Linked DNA regions of Mus musculus: all the other regions are linked to region 1. A link is a contact called in public Hi-C and promoter capture Hi-C data. All regions are on one chromosome and are shown on one strand. The core of a region is the stretch at or near the end of the contact, and the rest is flanking DNA. Distances in the headings are between cores, read along the strand shown. Region 1 holds the start of Zfp458 (zinc finger protein 458). Region 2 holds the start of Zfp429 (zinc finger protein 429). Region 3 holds the start of Zfp712 (zinc finger protein 712).

Evidence for each region. Hi-C and Micro-C count contacts between places; a contact is called where the count stands out from the background. Capture Hi-C pulls out chosen DNA fragments and counts their contacts.
Region 2: a Hi-C map of CD8 T cells shows a contact between it and region 1, with 2.8 times the contacts expected there. The contact joins the promoter of Zfp429 here to the promoter of Zfp458 in region 1. A contact is called at or near these places in 2 of 39 promoter capture datasets (erythroid cells and macrophages), 4 of 484 Hi-C or Micro-C datasets (CD4 T cells, CD8 T cells, double positive thymocytes and 1 more), 1 of 115 datasets of contacts at active chromatin or transcription factors (memory CD8 T cells) and 2 of 9 other capture datasets (adipose tissue and pancreatic islet).
Region 3: a contact with region 1 is called in a promoter capture Hi-C map of adipose tissue. The contact joins the promoter of Zfp712 here to the promoter of Zfp458 in region 1. A contact is called at or near these places in 1 of 39 promoter capture datasets (embryonic stem cells), 5 of 484 Hi-C or Micro-C datasets (CD4 T cells, cerebral cortex, embryonic stem cells and 2 more) and 3 of 9 other capture datasets (adipose tissue, liver and pancreatic islet).

The regions. Positions count from the first base shown.
Region 1 is chr13:67,266,087-67,270,767 of GRCm38.p6, forward strand. It overlaps Zfp458 (zinc finger protein 458), which reads right to left and starts at 2,982. Exons shown (of 4, transcript NM_001001152.2): 1 at 2,945-2,982. The coding sequence starts at 2,950.
Region 2 is chr13:67,397,669-67,402,342 of GRCm38.p6, forward strand. It overlaps Zfp429 (zinc finger protein 429), which reads right to left and starts at 2,099. Exons shown (of 4, transcript NM_001080941.1): 1 at 2,028-2,099. The coding sequence starts at 2,063.
Region 3 is chr13:67,059,026-67,063,921 of GRCm38.p6, forward strand. It overlaps Zfp712 (zinc finger protein 712), which reads right to left and starts at 2,145. Exons shown (of 4, transcript NM_001166218.1): 1 at 2,038-2,145. The coding sequence starts at 2,043.

The sequences.
Region 1 (4,681 bases), core at 1,732-4,231:
CTGCCTGCAGCTCATCTAGACAAACCTAACAGTGGTCACCCTGATACCTAAACCACACAAAGACTCAACACAGAAAGACTATTTCAGACCAACTTTATTTATGAACATTGATGCAAAAATGCTCAATTAAATACTCACAAACCAAACCCAAGAACAGATCAAAAATATCATCCAACTTGATGAACGAGACTTTATCCCAGGAACACAGGAGTGGTTCAATATATGAAGTCCCATCAACTAAATCCACCATATAAACAAATTGAGACAAGCAAATATTTCATAATAGTCTCCTTAGATACTGAAAAAAAAACTTTGAAAAAATCCAACTTCCCTTCATGTTAAAAGCCTTAGAGAGATCAGGAATACAAAGTGCATAACTAAACACAAGAAAAGCAACATCCAGCAGGCCAATAGCCAACATCAAATTAGATGGAGAGAAACTTAAAGCAGCTCCATTAAAATCATGGACAAGACAAGGCTGTCTATCTCCCCACATCTCTTCAATCTAGTACTTAAAGTTCTAGCAAAAGCCATAAAACAACAAGAAGGGGATATAATTTGGAAAAGAAAAAAATCAAAGTATGGATATTCACAGATGATATGATAGCATGCACAAGTGACCCCCAAAACTCTACCAGAGACCTCCTACATCATATAAACATCATCAGCAAAATGGTTGGATACAAAATCTGCTCAAAAAAAAAAAATCAGTGGCCCTCAGTTATATGAACAGTAAACAGACTGACAAAGAAATTAGGGAAACAACTACCTTCTCACTATCCACAAATATTATAAAATATCCTGGTGTAACTCTAACCAAGCAATTGAAAGACCTGTAAAACAAGAACTTCAACTCTCTGAAAAAGGAATATAACTAAGATATCAAAAGATGGAATGATTTCTCATGGTCATGGATAAGTAAGATTAACAATAAAAATGGCCATCTTATCATAAGCAATCTACAGATTCAATGCACTTCCCATTAAAACTACAACATAATTCTTAACAGACCTTGGAAAAACAATTTTCAACTTCACATGGAAAAAACAAAACAAAACTGTATACCTAAAACAATCCTGTACAATAAAATGACCATCCCTGATTTCAAGCTGTACCACAGAATAGTAAAACAAACAAACAAACAAACAAACAAACAAATAAAACAACAACCACAAATGCATGATATTGGTACAGAAACAGAGAGGTTGATGAACTGAATCAAATACAAGATCCTGAAATAAACCCATACACCTATGAACATTGATTTTTTTTTTTTACTAAGAAGACAAAAACCATCCAATGGAAAAAGAAAGCATCTTTAACAAATGGTAGCTGTCTAACTGGATGTCTGCATCTAGAAAATGTAAATAGATCCAATTTATTATCCTGCAAAAACTCAAGTCCACATGGATCAAAGACCTCAACATAAAACCAGATACACTAAGTCTAATACAAGAGGAAGTATAAAGTAGCCTTGAACACACTGGTACAGGAGACAACCTCCTGAACAGAACACCAAATAGCTCAGGCACTAAGATCAGTAACTAATAAATGGGGCCTCATGAAACTGAAAAGCTTCTGCAAGGCAAAGGTCGCTGTCAATAGGAAAAAATTGGTAGCCTACAGAAGGGGAAAAGATCTTCATCAACCCTATGCCTCATGGGGGTGGGGGGGGTGACACCCAAAAAATATAATGAACTCAAAAAGGTAGACACCAACAACCCAAATAGCCAATTTAAAAATGGGTTAAAGAGCTAAGCAGAGAATTCCTCAATAGAGGAATCTTTAATGGCCAAGAAAGACCTTTAAAAGGTCCAACATTCTTAGCCTTCAGGAAAATGCAAACCAAGGTGACTGAGATTCTACTTTACACCCAGCAGAATGGCCAAAATCAAAAACGCAAGCCACAGCACATGCTGGCAAGGATGTGAATCAGGGAGAACACGCCTCCATTGCTGGAGGGAGTGTCAAGTTGCACAACCACTATAGAAATCAATTTGGCAGCTCCTCAGATAATTGGGTATAGTTCTACCTCAAGACCCAGCTATACCACGGTCATATACCCAAAAGATGTTCCACCAAACTACAAGGCACCTTACTCAACTACATTCAGAGCAACTTCATTCATGATATCCAGAATCTGGAAACAATACAGATATCCCTCGATGAACAAATGGATAAAGAAAATGTGGTTCACTTACACAGTGAAATACTGCTCAGCTATTGAAAATAAGGATATCAAGAATTTTTCAGGCAAATGGATGGAACTAGAAAACATCATACTGTAGGCTTAGAAATTTCAAGACTTACTTAATTAGAGTTCTTGAACGCTTCAACTTTCCCTCTAGCCCACGTACCAGAGGTAAGGGGAAAGAAAGGTTAATTATTTGGATTGTGCAAACACGGGTTCATACCAATTCCAAGATTATTCTGTGGCTATACAGCCATGTATTGTGATGATTCAGGTCACAGCGGTGTCTATTAGAAATTCCTATTCAAACGGAGGCGTCCATAAATCTAACAATTCATTCCAAGGGAATAGGAACTAACATTCCACACAACAGTTGCCCTCACAAGACTTTCTGTTCCAGCACACTAGGAAATTTAGGAAGTTCTGTAAATCCCGAGAATCTGACTATAGCCATGTGATCACGGGTCAGCTAGGCAGAGCATGTTCTTCAGCAAAGTTGAGTGCGCTCCCTTCAGCATCTCAGGCACAGGCAGTCAGCAGAACCAGATTGCCCTGGCCATCCTGTTGTTTTCCAACCTTCTCCTCTTCAATCTTGTTCCCGGGGGCAGTGGCCCATCCTAGGTCAGCACAGCATCTCCAGGTCAGCAGCTTCCCCTGTCTCCCAACCAGCCTGAGTCAGCTCCCTCCGCGCCCGACCCGCCACCCTGCACAGTCCCTCTGGATCTGCAGGACGGCGTTGCTCCCTGCACCAACCTCCATGTCAGAGATCCAAGCCCAGTTCTGAGCAGGACAGTCCCCTAACTTTGGGGGAGAAGCGAGGTTTAAGAACGAACCCGGAAGTTCAATACTGACAGCCCCTTCTGGTGATGTCATAATTGTTGGGACTACATTTCCCACAAGTCAGTGCAAAGGACTTCCAGGAACACTCCAAATGGGTTTTGTGCACTGCCTGGGTACCTGCCCTACTGTGAGCAAGTGGAATTAGAAAGAAACAGTCTTCTGCACATGGGCAGCCACAGGGCATTCGGGCTTTTTTGAAGTGCTGTGGTCTCAGCATGCGATGTTAGCCTGTGAGTCGAGCCTTTCTCAGTAATGTTAATCATGCTAGTTATTTCTGCTAAAACGTGATTTTAAAGCTCAAACCTACTTATGAAATCATACTAACACATGGGAAATCATGCTTTCATGGTCTGCTTTACTTAAAAATAAGGAAGCAGGACGGTAATGTAGGACTGTGCATTTCTTTAATGAAACCACGCTTGGTGATCCCGCCTGACATGCAGCATCTCAGGTGCTTAAAACAGAAGAACAGGAAATCAGGCTGGTGAGATGGCTCAGTGGGTAAGAGCACCCGACTGCTCTTCCAAAGGTCTGGAGTTCAAATCCCAGCAACCACATGGTGGCTCACAACCATCTGTAATGAGATCTGACGCCCTCTTCTGGAGTGTCTGAAGACAGCTACAGTGTACTTACATATAATAAATAAATAATAATTAAAAAAAAAAAAAGAAGAAGAACAGGAAATCAAAACTAGTCACCACCGGGTGTTCTCTGAGCACAGGCTTTCCTCCTCCCCATCTCCCAGCAGGAGGTGCAGAGCTCCTGGGATCACACTGGTGAGTCTACTGACTCTTGGTACACTGTGCACTATAGGATTTCCCTTGTTCCCTTTGATGTTCCTTATAGAATTTCCTCTCTCCTGATCACGCCATGATTCATGTTTCAGACGATTTAAATATTTGTTATCTGTCTTGAACTTCCCTCACTTCTAAGCAGAACACTGAGATGATTCCTCCTTGAATACAAAGGTGTTAGAAATATGTCCCTACGATTGTCAAGTGAGCTCAGTGTAGTAAAGAAGCTGCATTGGGACCATGGAGTACTGAGAATGCCCATCTCTTCTTAGGAAGATTTATTGCTGGGCAGTTTGTGTTTGAGACAAAGGTACACACCCATTATAAGGAAGGCTTCATGCTTCCACGATGTATACAGATTGATGAGGAAGCTGTTTCAGTGCAGAGACTATGGGAAGTTCCTATTCAATTCTTGTATTCCAGGCAGTGTGCTAAGCCAGGGATACAGCTCCTCTTAGAGAAACTAGAGTCATCAAGCAGTATTAAACAATACCCCTAATACATTCACCTGGACACTTGATTGGCATGTCTGTTTAGAATGAACTCATGACTAGTCTGTACTCCTGAAGGCTGCAGGGAAGGGCATTGCCAGCAACCATAAGTACTGCTAGGCTTTCAATGTGTGAGTGTACTGACTGAGGGAACTGACTCACCTGAGAGGAGCTGATCTGTGAGGATGAAACCTCAACTGTTCCGCAGTTTCCATTTCCTCCTAGTGAAATTGGTTAATTCAAGAGAAGGAGGTAGGCACAAACTGAACATGCAGACTCTAGAGAAAGCCTCATTCAGCATGGTGTTAGCGGCCCGGGCATACTTACAGAAAGTTTACCATAGTCTGATTCTCAGGCCTTATATG
Region 2 (4,674 bases), core at 849-3,348, 130 kb after region 1:
GCATTCAGCAGCAATAAAGAGGCCAGAACATCTCCAAAATTAACCGGCATAATGAAGCACTTTGGTGAATAGGAGTTTCTCAAGGGAAAAATAAATTGAAAGGTCTTGAAACCTTCTGTACAGCTAGTAGAGAAAGATCCTGTCTTTACGAGTATGAAAAAGCAGATTACACTTTTTTTAATGTTTGCATCACCAAGGCCACGGGAAAACCAGCAATGTGGAGAATGGCAGGAGCCCAGAGCAGAGCAAAGACCAAAACAACTCTCTGTGAGAGAATCAGAGCATGCTCACAATGGAGAATTAACTGCGGGGCTCACTCCCTATGTTGGCCAGCACTGGCTTCCTCCATTCTGCATGGGCAAGTGTCTGCTGTCTTGAGTACAATCTCCTGTGAGACCCTGGGGGTGGAGGTCCGGGGACCTGTAAACAGGATACCGTTTTGTGGGGATTATAGCCAGTACAATTAACAGCAAACATTGCAGGGGAATCAGAGACTTGCAAAATTCACTTTCAATGGGAAAGAAATGCAAATAATGTCTGACCTGAGGCAGGAACAGTTCCACCCATTAACAATTACTACCTATCCTTCCAATAACTGGGAGCTCGATGGTTACATTCCACTCAATGGAAGCCCATCCTAGAGGAAGTCTAGAGCAACAGAAAGGACAGCGCAGATGTTTTAAGAACTCTTGCATCTCCTGTCAGTGACAATCAGAGATAAATTTTCAGAGAGTCGGGCAGATCTAAAGATTAACAGGACATTGATGGGAAGTAAACATGAGAGAGAGGCAAAGAGAACGATGGATTCCTGATCAGGTTCCAAACAATACAGACTCCCCATTCCCTACCAGCCTGTCTATACTACACAGTGCTTAAAATACATACAACACAGATCATGAAGCAGCAACTCCTAGGTTGTGCCAAGTGTCAAAGAGTCTCTGAGTGTGGAGTGAGGATTAAAGACAGGAGAGGCCGAAAAAAGATGCAGAGCCAAGAAATAGACTTGGGAGGACTGCTGGTCAATACCACAGCAGCCTCAAGTTTATTATTCACCGCCCTTTTATACCTCATATTACCATGGGCAGCAAAGCTACAAGATAACAGAAACACTGGCAGAAATATACACAATGTTCATAAACTTCTTCAACAAGTCCAAGCCCTGATAATGTCATGTTGACCGGAACCATTGTGGGCCAAGCGGACATTATCTCTTTTTTTAAAACTCTCAACTGTAAAGTAGGGATGGAGGTCCTTTCAAAAGTTTAGAAAATACAGCCCTCAAGGTGAAACATGATGTGAGCTCGTCTCGATCCCACTCTGCCTTGTAGACATTCCTGCCAGTGTATCCACTCCATGCGTTTCTTCAACCCTAGTCCAAGATTTTCAGTGCATTCAGGCAGATCTGTTGGCAGTGTCCCAGAATTCCCCTAAACGACACCTGTAGTACCTCGGATTTTTCCTCTCTTAATTCTTTACTGGCAGAGAAAAGTGAACACAGTCAGACCTCAAGGCCATTGCTATAAGCTGGCTACAGAGTACACGGGGACCAGAAACCCTTTTACTCTAAAGACACAAAGGACTCTGGCAGCATCCAGGTGAGATGGGGGCAGCCAGGAATGCGCGTTTCCAGCAATGCAGGTCTGTGGGCTCTGGCACTCTCTCAGGAGCAGGTAGTCAGCTCATCACCATTAGTTTGCAATCTAGTCCCCCACTACCAAGCTGCTCCAGTGTACCAGAGAACCAAGGCAGACTCGGGCTGCTCTCGGTGTTCTAAAGGAAACCTTCACTCAGGACACAATCCCAAAAGGCCAGTCCCCTCACTCCAAAACTGCAGCCTCAGCGGTCCCAGCCAGTTCAGCACAGCAAGTCCTGGCAGCTGCTTCCGCCCTCCCACCCAGCCCAGAAGCGCTCCCTCCAAGACAGAGCCCTGCTCTGGCACCCACCCCAGTCTATGCTGCTTCCTTGAACCAACCTCCCTGACACAGACCCCGCACAGAGCCCCAAGCAACGCTGCTGACTGGACCAACCTTCTTGTCAGAGACAACTGGAATAGATAGCCGCATAGGATTTCCGCCCAACTTTGAGGAAGAGGCACAAGTACAAACCTGAAGTCAGAAGGGGATTTCCTGGAAGGCTCCCAGTGGTCACAGCGGTGCGGACTACATCTCCCAGAAGTCTGTGCGAAGGAAATCCCAGAACCCAGGGTGGGTGACTTCTACTGTTTGGAGAGGTACGTGGATGGTAACACAAAGTAGAAGGTTGAAGGAGGAAGCCTTTTCTGCAGAAAAGCTATGGGTAATGCGACCCCATTTGGTTTCGGACCCCAGAACCACATCGGAGATGTACGGATATGAGTCGAGCCTTTGACAGAAACATATGGCTTACAAGTCATTTCTAGTTGTAAGTTTAATATTACTACTTCTTGAAAAAAACAAAAAAACAAAAAACGTTGACTTAGTAGTTCGTTAAAATAACAAAGCAATACACTAACCTACGTGGGAAGGAAACGTAACTTTATAAAAGGATGTTTGAAACCAACCTTGGTGTGCCTGACTATGCTCCTAGCTCCTCAGTAACTTTTGACAAATGGACTTGCGGTACAAAGCTGGCTTGGTTTCTGCCCCAACAAACTTGTATACTGTTGTTTGTGTTTCTACTTTTCGAATATATAGAAATAATTCCTCCAGGGCATTGCTAATATTACATATACAGGAACACATGCTGTTTGAGCAGGCCAAGGAGGTTGACTCTGAAGATAAAATTTGACATTCCCAAGCCACACCCAAGCAAGTGTCTATCTAACATTCCTCTAAATCTCTTGTCCCGAGTTAATGCCCCAGACTCTCAGACATTGGAAAGGAGATCAACAAGCAGCCCAAGGAGGCATTGATTAAAACCAGCTAACAGGCTACCTATGTCCAACAGAGACTACTACTGTTGATCTGTTGGTAGAAAGGTGTCTGTAATAAAAGCAGGTCACACATCCAGTCATTTCTCCAACTTGTTGTATGTAGTTGAGACATAAATGCAAAGGCTTTGAGTTGTACTGTAGAAACAAGAGTATACAGAGCACAAACATTTTAAATTGGTATCCACCCTCACCTGCAACTAGGATTTCTTTCTGAGAGCCCTCAGAAATCAGTGTACATGGGACTGCTCACAAAACAGCCAGGGGATCACATGGAGTCAATGCCTTGGCCATTCCTTAGATCCTGTGAACTAAAGGCAGGTACTAAAACATCAGCTGCAGTGGAGTCTACTCCACTGTGGAACACAGACCCAAAGTAGCCTCTAAGAGTACAGAAGCATAGACTATGGGTGCTGAAATAAACACTGGAACCTTACAGATTAATTCCCATAATGACCTCAACCGAATGGAACCAGTCTCTGCACTCTCACTACTAATTCAATCCTGTGGTTATACTCAGAGAACCTGATAATTTGCTGTATGTAGGTGTATTTGTGCCCCCATGTTTATTGCTCTTTATTCCCAACAGTAAACAACCAGAATCAACATAGATATCCATGAAAATATTAATGGAAAACAATTTGGTAAATATAAATATTTATTACAGAGAGAGAGAGAGAGAGAGAGAGAGATGCTCTTTGGATCTAAGATACTGTAATCACAAATTTTACTAAGAAATGGACTGACATAGTATGTATGATATTGATATTACTTAGTTTTATAAAGGTAAACACTGCATGTTCTTCTAGGTGTTTAATCTAGACAGTACTATATGTATATATGTGAAGAAATTTTCATGTGGGTACAGTATATTGCAGGCATAATGTTATTGTACGCTGTGTAAAGATTATCCTTGTATTATTCAAATCCTGATTTCTCAGCCCCCATATATGGTTGTAATCCAGACATGACATTGTAGTGCTTATTTTAAGTATCTCCCCTCTCAAGTGTGTGCAAACATTATTCCCCACTTATTATCTGACTTGTTAATAAAAGCTGATCAGCCAATGGTTAGGCAAAAGAGAGAATAGGGCGGGACTTCTGTTAGACAAAGGAAGAATAGAGGACAGGCCAGGAGGAAGCAGTCCAGGAGAGACATCATGGAAAAACACCTGAATCCCAGAGAGCAACATCAAAACTAAAATACAAGTATCTCAGGGTTTTTGGGCAGGGAGGTAGCCAGATTACCTTAGAGGATTCGAATAGATTAACTGCCCAGTTATTGTGTTATAAAGCTTATCACATAAACCTTAAATTCTCTATTGGATTCATTTGGGATCTAGCTAGGGATCACTAAAATCTGTCCACATTTAAAATGTATTTAGAATAAGTATGTCATTTAGAAAAGAGAATAATAAAGGTTAACTATTAGGGCACGAGGAAAGATTTAAAGAAGGTAATGAACATTGGTTGTCAAGAGGAAATAAGATAACTGATTATCAATCTTCATGTCCATGGTGGATTTTGGTTTTCATGGTATATAAACGCATAAAAGATAGTCAGTGGAGACTGTCTTAATCAAATGTGAATGCATTAGATTCTATTCTGAATGTCCATCCGAACTGTGCAGAAGGTCATGTGCTCTGCAATCTTCAGGTTTTGTTTTGTGTAATTGTAATGTGATTTAAATTTTTTTCAATACTTTATATAATAGGGCTTAATGTTTTAAAGACTGAGAAATGAGCAATGCCACCTGAGAGTCTGAG
Region 3 (4,896 bases), core at 895-3,394, 210 kb before region 1:
CCTCTTCACAGTAAGGTCACTGTCACTGACTGAGAAATTAGAGGTAAATGCGTGACTATGTGCAGAAAGGAGAGTCTGAAGACTCTATGGATCACAACTTTTTCTATTCATGAATCCCATTGAAGAGAGAGAAGTGCAAACATCTATGAAAATCCCTGAGTGGCGCTGTGACCATACACCTGCTAGTTTGAGGTAACAAGGCAGCAACAAGTCAAAACACCCATGTTCCCAGTTCCCAGGCCCACAGCCAGACTTTATGGCGCCATTTCCTCAATTGAGCCTTAGTGACCCTTGGCATTCGAACTCGAGAGCCAACAAAATGCAACACATTGATATGGCAAAGACACTTCTCTGAGAAATTCACACCCATGCTTCCTGAGGTACCTCATTCTTTCCCTGACTGACTCATTCTTTCTCTGTTTTAATAATCTCCATCTCTGCTTCATACTAGATCATCCCAACATTATTTTCTATGACAAAAAGCAAAGAATCATCTTTACATGAGTAGAAGTCCCTAGTAGAGTAAGGGAAGTTATCAGGCTATTGGTTGTGTTACCCACTATGCCACAGATGGAACGAGTTATATTTCCCATCTCTAAGAACAATGATCATAAATACCAATGCACAGCAACAAATATTTTTAGCAGAATACAGTCAGCACTTAAGCTTCAGTCCTGGGACATGGCCAAAATGTAAGAAATGTCTTCATGCTACATAGTTTGTTTTGATCTTAACATTCTACTTTTATGCCTTCATCCCTATAATATGTCTTTCTTCTTAATATAAATTCTCTGGTTATGAGGCAACTTAAGAAATCCAACAGTTAATAAACAAACAACACTCAAACTCACTATAAATGGAACATGGCATGGTGTCTTGATCAATATTTAGCAAAGCATCCTTCACTGATATTTATAAATTAAAATAAATATATGAGCATCTCCAAATTTCTTTTCTACATCTCATATGTTGTTTATATACCCAGTGAAATTCTGCCATTTCCTAAGCAAATTAGTAATTAGATCCTGTCTTAACCAATAAGTTATGGCTTAATAGTCATCTGAAAGAATAGAGAAGGTTTAAGGGGCAAGTCACAAAGGAAAGAACAAAGTGACAGATGGCCATCTTCCTAGGGCACAGAGGAGTAAAGAGGAGGAGAAGTCAGGAGGAACGGAAGTTAACGTCACTATCAGCTACACAGAACACTTCAGGGCAGCCTGGACTACACAAGAAACTGACTCAAAATCCCAATACAAACACAAAAGGATGGCAATAGGAAGGGGGAAAAGGTAGCTATGGTTACCAGCATAACACACAAATAACGTCAGTCAAAACTTCAACAGGGAAAGGGGAGGGGTTCACAAGGCCCCACCCTTAGCTAAGGATCGGTTGGAATTCATGACCACTGAAAAAGAGATTCGTTTTGTTTGTTTGTTTGTTTGTTTATTTTGCTTGGAGGTGTGGCCAGTGAGCGTCCACGTTCTAGGGGATGTCCTGTGCGCCCTCCCTTCCCCGCCCCATACACACAGGTATGCACACTAGAGCAATACTAAGTGGACTCAGTGGGTTATAAAACAAAAACAAAACCACCAGGACAGGAAATTGGGAGTGGAGCATTTTGGGAGATACCTGGTACTGTTGAAGTAGGGGACAGTAGGGGTGGATTTGATCGGACTGCATTGTATATACATCTATTAAATTCCGGATAACAGAAGCCATCGAGACAGTGTCAGCTAAGGGCATGCTTCCACACCTCAGGCACAAGCTGACAGCAGATGCACCCTGCCAGGCACCCTTCTCCATTCCTAGGCTACCGAGCCAGCTCTCCTGCCCCAGAAGTGCAGGACAGAACAGGGCAACGGCACCTTAAAAGAGAGGCCACTCCCAGCTCCATCCCTCCTCCAGCGTTAACCAGCACCGGAATGGACAAGCCTAGGTCACCACAGTACCTCCCATTCAACTTCTTCCCGCCTCCCTCCAAGGCGGACCCGCCCACCCCGCAACGTCCCTCTGGCTGCGCTACATCCTGGGACCAACCTCCATGCCAGAGATGCTACCAGAGCGCGCACAGGACCCGACACTGGCCCAACTTTGGAGAAGACCGCCAGAGAGGGAGACACACACAGGCGCAGAAGAAACACGGAAGCGCCCTTCCCAGAGTCCCTGTTTGTGACGTCGCCGCGGACGAGACTACATTTCCCACAATTCTCTGCGAGCGAGTTTCACAAAGCCGTGGTAGGTGATTTGAAACGTTCCCAAGTTACTGTCAGGCTGTTTGCCAAAGAGAATGGGTAGAAACAAGCCACTTCTGAAGGTGGATAGCCACGGGGAGTCAGGGTACCGCGTTTAAATTTTCAAAATGAGTATGGGTTGAACCTTTGACAGCATTGTTTATTATGTGTACTGGATACTTTGGGTCCATATATTGTGATTTTAAAACTCAACCTGCTTCCTACAAAATGTTTCGTTTTTGTTTTTGTTTTGCTTTGCTTTGGTTTGGTTTGTTTTTCCAGACAGGGTTTCTCTGTATAGCTCTGGCTGTCCTGGAACTCACTCTACAAACCAGGCTGGCCTCTAACTCAGAAATCCTCCTGCCTCTGCCTCCCAAGTGCTGGGATTAAAGGTGTGCGCCACCACTGCCCAGCTGTGTTTGTTTGTTTGTTTTTGTTTTGTTTTTAAAAAAGATTTATTATTATATGTAAGTACACTGTAGCTGTCCTCAAACACACCAGAAGAGGGAGTCAGGTCTCATTATGGATGGTTGTAAGCCACCATGTGGTTGCTGGTATTTGAACTCAGGACCCTCGGAAGAGCAGCTAGTGCTCTTAACCTCTGAGCTATCTCACCCACCCCAAAATGTTTCACATCACAAGGCAAACATGGATTAAAAAAATGAGCTAATATTTTGAGAAGACAATTCTTAAAATGAGAAATGAAAACAGACAATGAACATGTGAAAAAGTGTTGGTCCAAATAACTGGAACTTCAAACTAAAGATGATTGTATAGAAGCAAGTGTGGTTTTACATGTTGAAAATCCCAGATGTTGGTTACTGGAGATAGGAATAGGAGTCCGAGGTCACCTATAGACATATAGAAAGTTTGAAACATGTTTGGTATACATGACTCCCCACTCAAAAACAAAACAGATTCAGAAAATGAGATCACAGAATGTATATGCTTTGAGTAAACTTGCATACTAAAGTGTTACATGTACCTTTTGCTACCCCACCTAAGCTCTGGGAACAGGCAGTGCTATCAGCCCCTCACCTAGAGAATACTGGATCTTTGGATAAAAAACACAGACACACAAAGCAGTTAATCTTAAAATGTCTTTGCTAACTCAATGACAGGGCATTGCTAAATCTCAAACTCAAACTGTTCTAGAATTCAATTGTGGGGCAATGGGCTATGCACAGAGACAGCCTGGTCTCCAGTCGAACTTAGTTAGGTCTTGAACCCCGGTGGGACCCGGTGGGTGGTAATTTTCACCTACATGGGACAGAAGGCATTCGATCATGTCTCCTGGACCCCTAGCTCCTGTCGAAGTTACCGCCCCCAACAGTCCCCAAAGGAGAGGCTTGTGGCTATCAGTGACATAGACAATGTCCCAAGCTGCTGGCATTCTGGCTAGACTCCGCCCCACAGTTACCTAGCAACAGAAAGATAGCCAGCCCACTATAAGAGGGGCTGCTTGGCTCCACCTCACTCTCTTAAGCTTTCACCTTTCTTACTCCCTAGCTCTCTTTCTCTCTTTCCCTTCCTGCTCTCTCCACATAGCCATGGCCAGACTCTCTCTCTCTTTCTACCTTCTCTCCTTTCTCCCTGCCTTTCTACAATAAAGCTCTAAATCCATAGACTATCTCTGACCATAAAGGCCTGCCCTGCTTGAATGATGAGATAGGCTTTCTCCTAATGAGCCACATCCAACCTCCCACCAGAAGGCCTTCCAAGCCATGGACCTGACCAAGGATTCTCGCCTGCGTGGGAACCATCCAGTCCCCTTTCCCCCCGCCCTTTCTTCGCTTCATCCCCTGGGCCTAGTGCTGCCCTGGGGCCCCTATTCTGTTCTCAGCTCCTCCATCGTATCCAGCGTACGATGCCAGAGACTGAGAACCTGGTACCTAGAGCTGCCCCTTTCCACCACCCGCCATGTGGGGTCAGTGGCTTTACACAACCAGATGCCCACCTGGGGCCGCATGGAAATCATCCAGCAGTCCTCCCGCATCTGACCACCCAGAGCACCAAAAAACTGGTAGGACACGGGTTTTCTTCTACTCCCCTCTTTCCCACACACCCACAGCCCCACATTCAATGATGACATTTTTTTTGTAAAAAATAAATAAATAAAACTAAAACTAAGTTGATAGCAGTGTCAAACAAAACAACATAACAAAAATGACTGAAATAATGCAGGTCAAAATTCAGCAATACCTACAGAAAAAGGAGCCATACTAATATCTAGTATGTATGGAAAGCACTTAATATCAGTCAAGGAGATTGATCGCTATAATAATTTACAATCCATAACACAGCAGCCTGAAGGATCCTAAATGTTCTTACCATGAAAATCACAAATGTTTGAGGAACTAGATTTGCTCATTGTATTGATTATATAACTGACAACTATATTGAATGCACATCCTCCAGCATATGCATATACAGTGACTTTGGGTCAACTAGGAACAAGCACTTAAAATGAAGAATAATATGAATATCTAAATAAAACTACTGTTGTATGGGGGAAATTCAAAGTTCGAATCAGCAATTTAAATTTCTGATAAGAAACTGAGTGGGGAGAAAGGAGAAAATGAGAGCCACAGCTGATTCTGAAGGAGAGTGGCAGTGTCGCACATATACCTGGAGATCAAAGGGAACAGCCAAAGAATGTGAAGAT